Regions from separate parts of the Sus scrofa genome. Here all the other regions are linked to region 2. The links are chromatin contacts, called in public Hi-C, HiChIP or PLAC-seq and promoter capture Hi-C maps. All regions are on one chromosome and are shown on one strand. Each heading gives the region's core, a stretch centred on a gene start, on an enhancer-like site or on the middle of the called end of the contact. The rest is flanking DNA. Distances are from core to core; before and after follow the strand shown. Region 1 holds the start of AP3B2 (AP-3 complex subunit beta-2). Region 2 holds the start of FAM103A1 (RNMT-activating mini protein). Region 3 overlaps HOMER2 (homer protein homolog 2). Region 4 holds the start of FSD2 (fibronectin type III and SPRY domain-containing protein 2). Region 5 holds the start of HDGFL3 (hepatoma-derived growth factor-related protein 3).

The links. Promoter capture Hi-C pulls out the DNA fragments that hold promoters and counts their contacts. Hi-C and Micro-C count contacts between places; a contact is called where the count stands out from the background. HiChIP or PLAC-seq counts read pairs in DNA pulled down with a chosen protein or histone mark.
Region 1: a Hi-C map of skeletal muscle shows a contact between it and region 2, with 2.4 times the contacts expected there. The contact joins the promoter of AP3B2 here to the promoter of FAM103A1 in region 2. A contact is called at or near these places in 1 of 5 promoter capture datasets (liver), 3 of 47 Hi-C or Micro-C datasets (brain, liver and skeletal muscle) and 2 of 2 datasets of contacts at active chromatin or transcription factors (alveolar macrophages and skeletal muscle).
Region 3: a contact with region 2 is called in a promoter capture Hi-C map of liver, with 5 times the contacts expected there. The contact joins the enhancer-like site here to the promoter of FAM103A1 in region 2. A contact is called at or near these places in 2 of 5 promoter capture datasets (fetal skeletal muscle and liver), 8 of 47 Hi-C or Micro-C datasets (embryonic fibroblasts, fetal heart ventricle, fetal skeletal muscle and 3 more) and 2 of 2 datasets of contacts at active chromatin or transcription factors (alveolar macrophages and skeletal muscle).
Region 4: a contact with region 2 is called in an H3K27ac HiChIP or PLAC-seq map of skeletal muscle. The contact joins the promoter of FSD2 here to the promoter of FAM103A1 in region 2. A contact is called at or near these places in 3 of 5 promoter capture datasets (fetal liver, fetal skeletal muscle and liver) and 2 of 2 datasets of contacts at active chromatin or transcription factors (alveolar macrophages and skeletal muscle).
Region 5: a contact with region 2 is called in an H3K27ac HiChIP or PLAC-seq map of alveolar macrophages. The contact joins the promoter of HDGFL3 here to the promoter of FAM103A1 in region 2. A contact is called at or near these places in 2 of 2 datasets of contacts at active chromatin or transcription factors (alveolar macrophages and skeletal muscle).

Annotation. Positions count from the first base shown.
Region 1 is chr7:52,201,379-52,204,078 of Sscrofa11.1, reverse strand. AP3B2 (AP-3 complex subunit beta-2) reads right to left here and starts at 1,430. Exons shown (of 30, transcript XM_021098893.1): 1 at 1,293-1,430; 2 at 711-771. LOC102161631 (a long non-coding RNA gene) reads left to right here and starts at 1,429. Exons shown (of 4, transcript XR_002345779.1): 1 at 1,429-1,564.
Region 2 is chr7:51,952,218-51,954,993 of Sscrofa11.1, reverse strand. It overlaps FAM103A1 (RNMT-activating mini protein), which reads left to right and starts at 1,389. Exons shown (of 4, transcript XM_003128452.4): 1 at 1,389-1,527; 2 at 2,331-2,379.
Region 3 is chr7:52,092,678-52,095,377 of Sscrofa11.1, reverse strand. HOMER2 (homer protein homolog 2) reads right to left here. Exons shown (of 9, transcript XM_001927296.5): 8 at 2,153-2,233; 9 at 1-981. The coding sequence ends at 793. Among named protein-coding and RNA genes, the nearest start is that of WHAMM, 46 kb to the left of the region's middle. Within about 2 kb of position 1,322, at least 24 of the 83 cell types and tissues checked have an H3K27ac peak or open chromatin away from gene starts, as enhancers often do. A contact at or near this core is called in liver and subcutaneous adipose tissue, where this site is marked.
Region 4 is chr7:52,143,133-52,145,832 of Sscrofa11.1, reverse strand. FSD2 (fibronectin type III and SPRY domain-containing protein 2) reads right to left here and starts at 1,362. Exons shown (of 13, transcript XM_021098895.1): 1 at 1,192-1,362.
Region 5 is chr7:51,729,644-51,732,343 of Sscrofa11.1, reverse strand. It overlaps HDGFL3 (hepatoma-derived growth factor-related protein 3), which reads right to left and starts at 1,446. Exons shown (of 6, transcript XM_021098881.1): 1 at 926-1,446. The coding sequence starts at 1,009. LOC106504434 (a long non-coding RNA gene) reads left to right here and starts at 443. Exons shown (of 4, transcript XR_002345777.1): 1 at 443-557.

The DNA.
Region 1 (2,700 bases), core at 181-2,680, 250 kb before region 2:
TTAGAAGCAACTAAATGTCCATCACAGGTGAATGAATAAAGATGTGGTACATATAAACAATAGAATATTCGGAGTTCCAGTCGTGGCTCAGTGGTTAACAAACCCGACTAGTATCCACAAGGACTCGGGTTTGATCCCTGGCACCACTCAGTAGGTTAAGGATCTGGCATTGCCGTGAGCTGTGGTGTAGTTCGTAGACTGGGCTCAGATCCCTTGTTGCTGTGGCTATGGTGTTGGCCAGCAGCTACAGCTCCGATTCAACCCCTCGCCTGGGAACCTCCATATGCCATGGGTGTGGCCCTAAAAAGACAAAAGACCAAATATATATATATATATATATATATATATATATAGAGAGAGAGAGAGAGAGAGAGAGAGAGAGAGAGAGAGAGAGGGAGGGAGGGAGAATATTACTCAGACATAAAAAGAATGAAATAATTCCTTTTGCAGCAACACGGGATGGATGTAAAGATTATTATACTAAGTGAAGTCAGTCAAAGACAACTATCATATGATATCACTTATAAGCGGAATCTAAAAAACCGATACAAATGAACTTAATTATGATTAATTATGAAACAGAAATAAGACACAGATAGAACACCATTAGAGCAGAGTTAAGAGAATGGAATTAGGCAACTACAAGCCAAAGAATGCCAAAGATTGTGGGATGGACCACACCAGAAACTAGGAAAAGGTAAGGGTTTTACCTAGTCTCACAGGAAACACGATCCTGATGACCCCTTTTTTTCGGACTTCCATCTTCCAAAACTGTGAGAGAACAAATATCTGTTGTTTTAAACCATTCAATTTGTGTTACTCTGTTATGACAGCCTAGGATACTAGGACAACAGCAATTTTAATTTCTAATTTACCTTCCCGGTCCCCAAAGTGCCATAGCCACAGTCCAGTTCAGGACTACTTAGGCGCTCAATCCTGTCCTTGGTAAAGGGATGAGTAAATTTCCATCAGTCCAGTAGTCAAGAATTACCAGGTACTTATGAGCTACTGCTGTGAGATGCACAACCAATGCAGCAAATGACAGCCATTACTGCGACAAGATATGGACCCACATTGATAAACGAATGATAGTAAGGTACTAAAAACGGCACGGGGAGGTGGAGCGAAGCGAGAAACGAGGACAGCTGGGGGCAGAGGGGCTTCGATTTCCCGGAGGACACCGTTGGGAGAATATGGTTGTTTTTTGAGATGGAGTCTACAAGCTGCTCTCTCAAGCCCTGCTGAACGGGTCCCAGGCCTGTCCCCACCGCCATGGACACAGCAGCAATAACCTCCCACACTGCGTGCCTCCAGTCGACCCTACAGAGTGGTAAGCAGCCCATTGAAGTGGCGTCATCGCCTAATCCTTTACGCGCCTGCGCGGCGCCTCGACGCGACCCGCCCCCTCACGCTGTTGCGTGGGGCCGGACTTCCTCCAGCGCCCCGGAAGCCGGAACGACCTGTTTTCCGCCTGCTGAGGAAGGAATTGCCACCGAGATCGGAGACGGTAGGGGATGTTGTTTACACGGCGTAAAGTGAGGCCGAGTTCCGGCCACCCAGCGGGGTAGGTGACAGCAGCGTCCTTATAGGCAGTCAGTCTGGAGTATAGGGCTTCAGAGGATGCGGCGGGGAACCGAAGTAGAGGTGAGGGGTCGAGGTATCTGTCGCCGGGCCAGGGCCACCAGCGAGGAAGGGCTCATTCCAAACACACTGTGCTCACCTTTCTCAACTTCGTGTGAAAAACGAGCTTGGTTGCACATGGAGCTGTCGTAGGGATAAATGTGGAAGGGAGAAGTCCACACTCAAAAAGATTAAGAACAAATTTCAATAGGCGAAATTTCACATGGGAAATGCCCTTTGTTGCATGAGGTATGTAACGTGAAGTTCTGTACAAACCCAGACGTTGTAAGACGGCTTGAGGCAGCAGCTCATGTTGCATTAATTGGAAAAAGTACACCCTCAGTTAGTAATAAGTTTCCCGAATCAGCCAGCAAGTTCATTTGGTATTACGGTGGAACTGAGCTGTATAGGTCATACCCCTCCTTTCCTCTTAAGCGCAGTGTCTGAGAGGAGACAGGCTGAAAGTTAAACAGATTATTATTGACAGAAACAGGACTAGAAATGAGATTTCTTCATTTCCAACCCCAAATTCTTTCCTTCACATCGTACTGCCTTCGCTTTTTATTTTTAAAAAAATTTTATTTATTTATTTATTTTTGTCTTTTTGCCTTTTCTTGAGCTGCTCTCGCGGCATATGGAGGTTCGCAGACTGGGGGTCTAATCAGAGCTGTAGCCGCCGGCCTACGCCACAGCCACAGCAACGCCGGCTCTTTAACCCACTGAACAAGGACAGGGATCGAATCTGCAACCTCATGGTTCCTAGTCGGATTCATTAACCACTGGCCACGAGGAGAACTCCTTTGCTTTTTATTTATTTATCTTTGCCTTGTATTTATCTTTGCTATTTATTTATTTATTCTTTTTAGGGCCCCACCCTCAGCATATGGAAGTTAAGTTCCTAGGGGTGGAATGCGAGCTGTAGCTACTGGCCTGCCACAGCCAGGGCAAAATCCCTACCGCATCTGCGACCTAGTCTGCAGCTTGCTGCAAGGTTGGATCCTTAACCCCCTGATTGAGGCCAGAGATCAGACTGCATCCTCTGGAGACTATGTTGGGTCCTTAACCTGCTGAGCCACAATG
Region 2 (2,776 bases), core at 140-2,639:
CTGGCCCACACCACAGCCACAGCAATTTGGGATCTGACCTGCATCTGTGACCTACACCACAGCTCAGGGCAATGCCAGATTCCCCACCCACTGACGAGGCCAGGGATCGAATCTGAATCCTCATGGATACTTGTCAGATTCGTTTCCATTGCACCACAGTGGGAACTCCTACACAAATTATTTTACTTCTAAGTTAGAAAGTGGTAATACCTGAATGAATATATGAAGAATGTTCAGAAAGCACAATGGACAATAAGTAGAAGGAAAATTTTTTCTAGAGGGAGATGTTACTTCATTCAGTTTTAATGGATAGAATTTCAACATCCTGAGATGAGCGGGAGAGGAGGGTATTCCAAGCAGAGACATGAGCCTTTACAGAAAGGTAAGGAGTAGTTCAACAATGAGGTGCTTCACATGGTCTGGTTCGTTACGGGTGAAAGGAGAATGAAAGGTGGGCAGCAGAAAAGAAACTTAAAATTCTGAATCCAAAGTTAATAAATTTGGCCTTTAATCTACAGACAACCGGAAGCCAGTAAAGATTTTCAATCACGAGTGTACCTGAAGATGACTACGCCTGCAGCAAAGTGTAAGATGGGCAAGTAGGCGAGTGAGGCTAGAGGAAGGGCATTAAAAAGACAGGAATTGCATTCCTTCGTTCCAGGGGATGATAACGAGAACTTTGAGTAGGCGGAGGAAGTAGGTAAAGAGAGTGTTTGGATACTAGAATTACTGCCGGGCAGAATCGACAGTACTTGGCAACCGATGGGAACAAGGGAAAGAAATAGCATCAGATATAGACCACCAACGTTTCCAAGCTGTAAACTGATGAGAGTATTAACAGAAAGGGGTGCAGAGGCTGGAAAGTAATTTGGGACGGAGGAGACCAAGCTACATTTGGGAATATTCTGCTTTTATACACCTACAAAACATCCCAGAAGAAATGGCCAAGTCTCCTGGAGGTAGCCGGATACCGCCCACTTAAGCTGGAGCAGAGTGAGGAGGTTGAGGGGCGGGGTTCGGCAAAACCACATTCGAAACGGACTAGAGAAGTCTTACTACCGAGACCTGACCAGGCAGGGGTGAAAGGTGTAGGACCGCTGAAGTAATCCACTTTGTGGCCACCTTCACGGCCTGCACTCTCATCGCCTTCTTCAAGACTCCGGGAGCAGGCGGCCGGAAGTACCCTTTCTCTCCCTTCCAGGCACAGCAGTTCCAAAACTTCTGTCCCTACCCGTCACCAGCTCCCCGTCAAAGGGGCTGAAGAGACAGCGCTGCATCTCTTCCTGCACAGTCACCAGGCAGGCTGAAAGCGTGCCGAGGGCATCATCACCTTCACGTGCCACCTCACCAGCTTCGTGGAGCTCCGCGTGAGGATCAGAGCTGGAAAAGCTGGGAAAAATCCTCAGGGCGAGCTGAAGATACCGCGAGACCTCACAGGCCCGCCCCTGCGTTTGCGCGCCGGAAGCGGAAGTGAGGGGTGGTCGGACTCTGGCCGTAGTAGCTCTGTTGCCTTGGAGAGCTGAAGTGGTGAGTAGTCTGTGTAAAGAGCTACCCGGCTGGCGGTGGATTTCTTTGCATGTGTGGCGGGCGGAGCTCGGTCGGAGATGCACAGACACAGCCCTGGGCGGCGGAGTCTCCTTTCGGGGCCACGGGGAGGAGAGAGCCAGGCGGGCCCAGCACAGTGGCCCGCGAGGCATCCTCGGGCTCTGCCGTTCCAGGGCTGGACTCTTTCGCAAGACGGGAAGCTACACGGCCTCCGAGTTCCCGCGCGCCTGGCGTTTTAAGAAGCTTCGGAAAGGAGCACATCAATCAAAGCTTTTCATAGACAAGCACTGATGTGCTGTGAGAGAGGATGAAAAACGCAGTGGTTTTCGCAGTATCTTCGTCTCTTAGTTCTCTGGGTTCATCCCCCAAGGCAGCAAAACTCCATTCTGGTTAGTCATTTCCAAGGTTAGTGGCCCGCAGAGAAAGTTCTGTGTGGTTTTATTATAGAGTCGAGAAACTAGTAGTGTTCGAGTATACATCTGAAAGGCTGTACTCCTCCCCCGCCAAAGGAACAGTACATGTCTTGTGAAATTATTATTCATGGTCAAACTAGCTCATTGATTTTGAAGGCCCTGAGGACAAGTCTTGTAGCATCTTCTAGCTCTTCGCTGTCATTTTAGCTCCAGTTCCCTTTTCCAAATTAGCATTGGGAATCTTTGGAGCACTTTTAATCTAGCCACTTCCTTATTTAAGACCCTTATGGTTCCCGTTCCCAGGACACACATCTTTGAGAGTTTTCTTCAAGGAAGTAAAGGGTTTTTTTGTTTTTTATTTTCTTCTTATAGATCTAATCAACCTAAATATTAAATAGAACAGCTGCCTCAAATTCCTAGGGTAAGTAAAACTTGGAGCAATTAAAATTCTATTTAAATTTCATTCTCACGGGTAATGTTAATGATACACATTTGTTTATTTGTGGAAGGGGAGGTCCTGGGAGAAGGTATGCGTTGACTTACGATTCTCACTGCCTCTCTGGTTAGGTATGGGTCATCTTGCTGGTGATTTCCGTGATTCCTATAGAAATCTGGATATTATTTTACTTTGCTGAATTTATTTTAAATCTTAACTTGGATTGAGAATTTGACATGTTTGCCAACCCTAGACACATCAAAAGCCTGGTGTGTAATAAGATATACTCTAAGAGGGCAGAGGCCTCAAACATCTAGGTATTGTCTCTTGCATCCAAATAATAATCTTTGGTTTTGTTGGGACAAGTGTAGTATTATAAATA
Region 3 (2,700 bases), core at 73-2,572, 140 kb before region 2:
CTGATAATGACCCAGGGCACCAGAGCAGTGGACTGTTCACCAGGAGCTTGATGGGGGGGGGGGGGGTTGATTAAAACACTAAATTCTGTTTATATGTTTAATTGAACAAATATTTATTAAGCACCTACTTTGTGCCAAGCACTGTGCTAGGTACCCTTACCACGTGCTGTCCCCACAGCAGGGTCATCTGCTCAGAAATGAAAACCCAGAAAAGGAACATTGTTGCAACCCTACAAACCGGGGTGGGGGACAGGGGGGAGGGAGTGGATGCAGGTGATTCCTGCGCCAGAAATCGCACTCATCAGAAACTTGTTTTCCTTCTCTGGACAAACCTCTCCTAAGTGGTGGCTGTAAAGCATCTCTACACACAGAGGGAAGCTTCTCTCGCCTCGCCCCACACACGCGTGCCTGGCGGACGTTCGCATACTCTGGACGCTACTCAAAAGGAGCTGGAAAGGGTATTCATATTTGGATTAGAAAATACTTTTTTTTTTTTTTTTTCAGTTCTTATGGTTGCAACAGCCCTTAAGAAAGATAGAAACATCCCTGCCCTGACTGCGTAAACGTTTTAAGGTAGACCTAGTTCTGGATTCCTGAGTCAGCATCGTCCAGGCGTCCACAACCCCGCCAGGCCAGAGAAGCGAGGGCGGATTTCGATTCTGGGGAGGAGAGAGTGGACGGCGTCCCCCGGTTTGGAAACACGACAAACGGCGCCTGCGTTTACAGAAGCCACGCGAACAGGAGGAGGTCCTAGTGCTACCAGCTCACGCGCACCCCAGGGACTCCCGAGCCCTAGTTGTCGGCGCCCAGCTTGGAGAGGCCCCGGCGGAAGTCGTGCAGGTCGTCGATCTTCCCGTCTAGCACCTCCAGGAAGCTCTTGAGCTCCACCTTCAGGTGGCGCTGTCGGTACCTGCTCTCCTCGATGTCTGTCTTCAGAGACCGCACTTTGTCCTCCAGGTTCTGATTGTCTCTCTCGGCCGCCTGAGCAAAGCGAGAGAGAAGGGGCTGGGCTACCGAGCGGTAGGAGCCCCGCTGAGACCCAGGACAGCCGGACTGTGCGTCCCCGCGGGCCCGCCTCCACGGAGGTGTGACATCCCCGGGCAGCAAGCCTATGCTCTCTGGTCCCCGCTGTTCTCCCCCGCGGCCGGTGCCAATGGGCGGGGCGCATTGCCCAACATCTGGCCTAAAAATCGATGTTCCCCGCTCCTGGCCTCAAACGGAAGGCAGAACTGCCTAAAGGACGCCTCCTGCCCAAAGGAGCCTGCTGCTAAGCGACACTGTCCCAAGTGCCCAGCAGAGGAATTCTGAAAGCCTAGCACACCGGCTTTTCAGCCCCAGCCCCAGGCTGGTCAGCAGAGGGCCCCCTTTGGGTTCTGATCTGAGACAGGGAGAAGCAGCACAAAGAGGAGAGTGACTTGATGCTAGGGGTCACACAGGGAAGGCGAGGCCTCCTCTGCCCCAGGCCAGCCCCAGCCCCAGCAAGGGAGGACTGGCCCGGCCAGACACAGGGACAGTGGGTCTGTGCACTGGCTGTCCTGCGGGTGCCGTGGAGACGTTCAAGCTCCCGGGGGCCGGACTGCTGTGCGTCCTTCCATGAGGCTCAAGCCCTACTCTTCATACCAACCAAGAGCTTCCATCTTTTGGGTACAAGACGAGATTTTGTGAACATGTGTAAAGGAACCAGTACTAATACTGAATTGGGAACCTGAACAAAGTGCTCTTTGAAGCAAGGAGACCCTCCAAGGTGAAAATGGAGCTGAAGAGACTCCTTTCCTTTTATGGTCAGAAATCTGATGCTTGCAAATGGGGGGCCTGCCTAAGGACATGTCCAAGGTCACCGGGTGGGGAGATGGAATAGCCCTCGGGTCTCATGCCCTCAGCCCTCCCTTCTGTCATTTGCTTCTCACCCTTCTGTGGTTCTGTAGGGACGTCTATGGGTGGGAAACAATCACCCACACCACGTTATACACAGGATACCTTCGTGCAAGGGGATGAGCCAAGAGACAAACGCCAGGGGGCAGAGCACACAATCACCCTGGCTTTTTAGGAACACAAAGTCACTTGTCCTTAGCCAGCAAGGCGTGAAAGGGAGGGGCCTCAAAGAACGGGGTAACCCGACAGATGCCAAGGGGGATGTGTTCCCCGTCCTTACCTCTAACTTCTCAGAGACGTACTCACACTCTGACATGAGCTGAGGTATGATTTCACTTTGTTTTCGGAGGTCTTTCAATTCCTGCAGGAGACGGAAATTTGAAAAGAATGTGAAAGCACGTCAGATAAACACGTATTCTTGAAAATCCCCAACCTGTGCAGCTTTTGGAACCAGTGTTGTCTGCGTAAATGATAAGATGACAGTGCTTAACACACATCAGGTAATTCCAGAGGCTGAGTAGGTTACGTGCGTTCATGCCCCAACTCTGTACCCCGCCAGGCATGGCGAGGTCTTGGTATGATTCTTGCTCTGCAGATGGGGAAACCAAGGCTGAGAGAGGACCGGCTCCTTGCCCTGGGTCTCCATCCTCTGTGTACTGAGCTGCCCAGAAAATAAATGACTGTGTGACTGGGGGTTCGGGCAGCACCGGAGAGCAGATTTCAAATTCTGATGAGAGACCATCTACAAAAAGTCTCCAAGTGTTTTTGCAAAAGTTCCACTGCCTCTTGGATCTGAGTGACTGACTATATACGTACAATGAGGAGGCT
Region 4 (2,700 bases), core at 113-2,612, 190 kb before region 2:
TTGGGGGAGAAAGGAACATTAACAGTAAATTGTCATTTTATAAATGATAAAACTGAGGCTTAGAGAAATATAGTAATAAATCATAGTAAAGAATATAAAGATATATAAAGAATATGATGGATAGCTTCTACTCTATGCCATTGATCTGCAGTTAAAAAAATAAAGACTTCTGCTCAAGTCTTATATGGGAAGTATGCTTTAATTAGAAAAGTCTCTGGAGGTTCCCATTGTGGCTCAGCAGTAACAAACCCAACTAGTATCCATGAGGACTCAGGGTCAATCCCTGGCCTTGCTCAGTGGGTCGAGGGTCCGGCGTTGCCGTGAGCTGCTGTGTAGGTCATAGACATGGCTCAGATCCTGCGTGTCTGTGGCTGTGGTGTAGGCCGGCAGCTGCAGCTCTGATTCTACCCCTAGCCTGGGAACTTTCACATGCAGCAGGTGTGACCCTAAAAAGCAAAAAATAAAAAAATAAAAAATACATTTTTTAACTTTTAATGGGTCGTGGGTACCTCTGAGAATCTACTGAAAGCTGTGAATTCTCTTTCCAAAAGTGAGCCCAGAAAGGCACAAACATAATTTTGTACATAATTTTAGGAGCTCACCCATGTAGCCCCTGGCAATTTTGGAGCCAGAGCTAGAAACTTGCTTTAAACTGTTAGCTGTATGGTTTTACAAAATGGTTCAAATCAGCACAGTTCACACCTAAAAACTTTCTATGGGAGGACAGGGTGTGCATAACAAGTGAAAAATGATGTTGATGCTGTTTTTCAGTATTTGAATCAAAGCATAAAATTATGATTTGTCAGCACGCACATGCAGATTGAAATAAAAGGTATTTATCAACCGAATACCATAGTCAAATGACATCAACATTTAGAGTTTCAAACCATTCTAACAAATGGGAACCCGCACCAAAAATACCCTAAAGACGCATTCTACTGGTTGCAAAAATCGCCAGCCTTTCTGTCTGCATCTGAGGCTTTCATACCCTGTACCAACCCCACATTCAGTAAAGCTGAACCCTGGCTGCAAGAAGGCACAGGAAATAGTCACACTGTTTATTGCAATGTACACCTGCAATTTCAGATGATCTCTCTTCCCATCTAAAGGAAAGGCATTGTAGCACTCCATTACTGAGTTTCTAATAGTATTAATTTGCATTAGAAAAATAACAACTCTTCAAAAACTTGCCTGCTAATTTAAGGATCCATACATTTTTCTTTTAACTCGGAGGCTCCGGGTAACTACTAGAAAACTGCATCCACGGTCAGCAGGCTTTCCCTCTGGGTGACCTCTGTACGCCCGGCAGGCTGCCCCTGCCTGTTCTACCCCAGAGTCCTACAAGTGGGGCAGCAAAGGCAGGGGTAACACGAGCTGGCTCTGGCTGCAAATAGCAACAGGCCTGCCTGAGTGGAAGCCCAAATATAGACCTGCCACTGCTTACTGCTCAAGTGTCACCAGGGTAGGTCACATGTAATAAATGTTACTTCATTTACTGTGGGGATTTGAGTGCTGTGGCTCTACCCAGGGACTCAGGTGGCTGGGCATGTGTAGAGGGCAGGGGGCTGTCACTGTGAGGTTGGGAGGGCAGCTGCAGGCCACACAAGAGAATGGACTCTGAGAGGCCAAATGCTGTGCACCTTCCACCTGGCCTGAGGGGCAGGAATTACTCCCCTCTCTGGAGAAAAATCCAGCAGACTGGAGTTCCCCTTGTGGCTCAGCAGAAACTGGTATCCATGGGGACACCGGTTCAATCCCTGACCTCACTCAGTGAGTGGGGGATCCAACCTTGCCATGGGATGTGGTGTGGGTTGCAGATTCAGCTCAGATCTGGCGTTGCTGTGGCTGTGGTGTGGACCGGCGGCTGCAGCTCCACTTCAATCCCTAGCCTGGGAACCTCCATATGCCATGGGTGGGCCCTCAAAAGATTAAAAAAAAAAAAAATTCAGCAGACCCATGACCTTCTGCTCCCTCTTAGGTAACACACTTGAAGGCATAGTCTCCATTTGGTAATACAGTCCAGTCCAGTACATTCACTAAAAAGTCAAATTTAGCTTAGCCAGCATTGAAACCTTCTCCCCTTCCCAGCTTAGGCCTCTGGAGCTGGAAGTCTGCCCTGAAAAACGAGGGATGAGGTGGCGCTCTTCTTCCCACACTTTCTCCCTGAGCTCTGGCTTGTCTGCCACAGGCAGGAGGCGTTAAGGTGATAAGACAACTCCTATGTGTGCTGGTGCCACAGACGATGCTAGCTTCTAGCCCTTTGTGGCAGGCAGATGCTTAGAGCTTTGTTTATCCCTCTAAGCTTGTATACACCTCTGGGGTTTCCCATTATGGAGCCCTTTCCCATGGAGTTTCCACGTCCCTCTATTCTAGGCGGTTCCCTGCACTCCTCCTCCAGGCCCTGGTGAGCCACCTCCAAGATTTCTCAAATGAAGTCTCCTCACCCATGCAGCTCATTCTCTTAGGCTGAATCTAGGTGGCTCCTTGCTGGCTCTGTCTTCCTGCTGGCCCACATCTCGAGCTTGGGAAGCAGACGGCATCCTAGGTCCTAGTAAACTCTGGGATGCAGGTGATGCCAATGCAGCCACTTCCCTTGGCTCTGCCACTGAAGCAGCCAATCCTCTCCTCTCAGGCCACCATGCGCCCACCTGCAGGAAATAGAGCAAGCTCCCTGAAGTGTCCCTTTGAAGATGGCTCCAC
Region 5 (2,700 bases), core at 197-2,696, 220 kb after region 2:
TTATTTCAAACAATTCACTGCCAACTATTATGAAACTAAAAGTAAAAGGGATTTATTTTAAAACACAAAGCACATGGGCTAGCAAAGGGCCTAATAAAAAATTTTAATGTTATGTATTACACGCAGATGCTTTCTAGAGAAAGAGCCCAGCGACAACCCTGCAACATAGGAAGAGAGAGCTATTATGGGCTGTATGTGAGGCCAAGGAAAAGGTCTAGAATACGACCTAAAACAAATATGGAGGTGAAAAGGCACGAGGAGCTCACTGGACCCACCAGCCAGGGCCAGGCGGCAAGCTCCTAGCTATCTGGTGTTCGCTTAAACGAACCATGGGCACCAGGGATGTACGTACCCCAGGACAACGATAGGGCAGGCGGGGCACCAGGAATCGCGCTCAGGGAGAACTCAACAAGTCTGGATGGCGAAGGATGCACCGGGAGATGGATGAATGACGGCCAAGAAGGCTCCTGCTGGCTCTGAATGACCACTACCCCTTTCCAGGATTTACCGCCGCGGACAGCCGCCGGCTCGCGGACAGCCATTTGCACCACGCTCCGGTACGTGCCCCGACGTTCGCCGAGACCCGCGGCGGCTACCAACGACCCTGCCCCGGGCGAAGCCTCTACCCCAGGCCCGCTGCCCGGCGGCGGGGGCTCCCGGTCCCCACCCGCTTTCCGGGAGGAAGGCAGCGGCTGGCCTGCCGGGGCGGGAGCCGCCTTCGAAAGTGGGCGGAAGGATGGCCGCCCTCGCGGGGTGCGGGCGCGGCCCGCTGCTCTCTGCGCAGCGCCGCCTGCGCCCTCAGCCCCGGCCGCGGTCGGCCGCTCGCGGCGGGCTCCCGGCTGAGGCGATGGGGAAAGGGGGCGGGCGCGCCATCATGAAGGGGAAAATGGTGGGCGGGCGGGCCCGCGCGCGGCCGCGTACTCACCCGGGCCGGCCAGTGCGGGTAGCCCTTCATTTTGGCGAAGACCAGGTCGCCCGCCTTGTACTCGCGCGGCCGCGGACGCGCCATCCCGGCCGCTCCCCTTCCTGGTCGTCCTTGGGCGCAGCGAAGATGCCGGGAGGCCGCCCCCCCGCGGGCCGACGGACTGCGCCGCTCTCCCCGCGGGCCTCGAGCCGGGCGGGCGGGCGGACGAGCGGCCGCTCCGACGAGGGGAAACGGCGAGACGGCGGCTGAAGCGAGGGGTGGGCGGGGGGCGCAGCAGGCCCGGCAAATCACCGCCCGGCAGCGGGGGAGGGGAGCCCCCGGCCGCTCGGCTCCGGCCCGCGCTGAGGTCCCCGCCGCCGCCGCCGCCGCCGCCGCCGCCGCGCGCTGCTCACAGGCGCCGCGTCGCCTGCCTCATCCCGCCACCGCCGCCGGCCTGCCTCCTGGGCTCCCGGGCGCGGCGCGAGCGCCGGGCCTCGCGCTTCCTCCGAATTCCTCCTCGGGCAGCGACCGCAAACACGATCTTATTATTGTTCTCGCGCGCGCTCAGCACCCCCCCCACACACCCCGCTTCCCGCTCCCCACCCCTCCCCTCCAGCGCCGGCCGGTTAATTCCTAGGTACACGGCCAGCTTTCGCGCAGAAACCAAGCGCGCCAGCCGGGCTGCTCGGCGGGCGGGCGGGCGGTGGGTGCGTCCTCCCCCAGCACCGAAGCCCGCGCAGGGCGGGCGGGAGCCCCTACTTCGGAGGCCCCCCGCTCTCTTTTGTTCTTGGCCCGTAGCTGCCAGCCACAGCCCAGCCAATCACCACCTGGCCGGCCCCCTCCCCATCGGTCCGTGCCACACGGGGGGCGCTGCCACCGGCGCCCCCCAAGTCCCGCGGCCACCTGCCGACGACTGGGCTCCCGCCCGGTTCCCCACCGCGGGCCACTTCTGCGGGTGCTCTCGGGTGAGTGGGGCCACAAAGGCGCTCCAGGCCGGGTCTGCTCCCTCAGGGACCCTTTGCCCAAAGCATCAGGCTGCTGGAAAGAGCACAGCTCTGGAGTCAGCGATCTTGCTGGGGTCTCGCCCTAGGCCTGCCCTTGACAATGCAGTGTGGAAGCCTCCCCCCGCGCCCTCCCCCCCCGCCCCCCAGCAAGCTATTTAACGAGAGTTCCCTGAGGTTTTCTAATTTGACGAGCGGCACTGCTGGGGTTCGAACACAGATGTCCATGACTCCATAGCCCATAAGCGGTTATGCTTTAACACACGTAGGTCTTACAGGCCTGTAGTTTTGTGAAAAGGGACTTACTCTGGCAGGTCATTTGTTTCCACTCCTGGCAAGTTTGTGTGTGTTTGTGTGTGTGAATCTGCCCAATGAATGAAGGCTAGCTCTTTCATCACCCCGAAGTTCACCTTTCAGAGGTCAGCTGATGATAGCTCCTCAGAGTAAAGGACTATGTGGCCCTCACCTAGTCTCCTTGTTTGTGTATGTTCCCTCTTCTAAGCTTTCCTGTTGTCTCTCCCTTTATAGGAGCTGTGCTTTCTCCCAGCATTTGCCTCCTTCACTTGCTCTGTAGAATTGTGTGTATATTTTAACTCTTGCTCTTGTTCCTTTATGTTCGGCTTTCGATAATGGGGCTGTAAATTCTCTAGACTTCCTGTGGTCTGTTTACTTTAATAGTGCTTGACATTATCTGCTAATGCATTTCCTTACTACCTTCATCTAGTGATTTTCAGTTTTAGGTAGTTACCCTTCTTCACCAGTCCTGCAGGTTCACCTTTTCCTCTCTTCTCACTG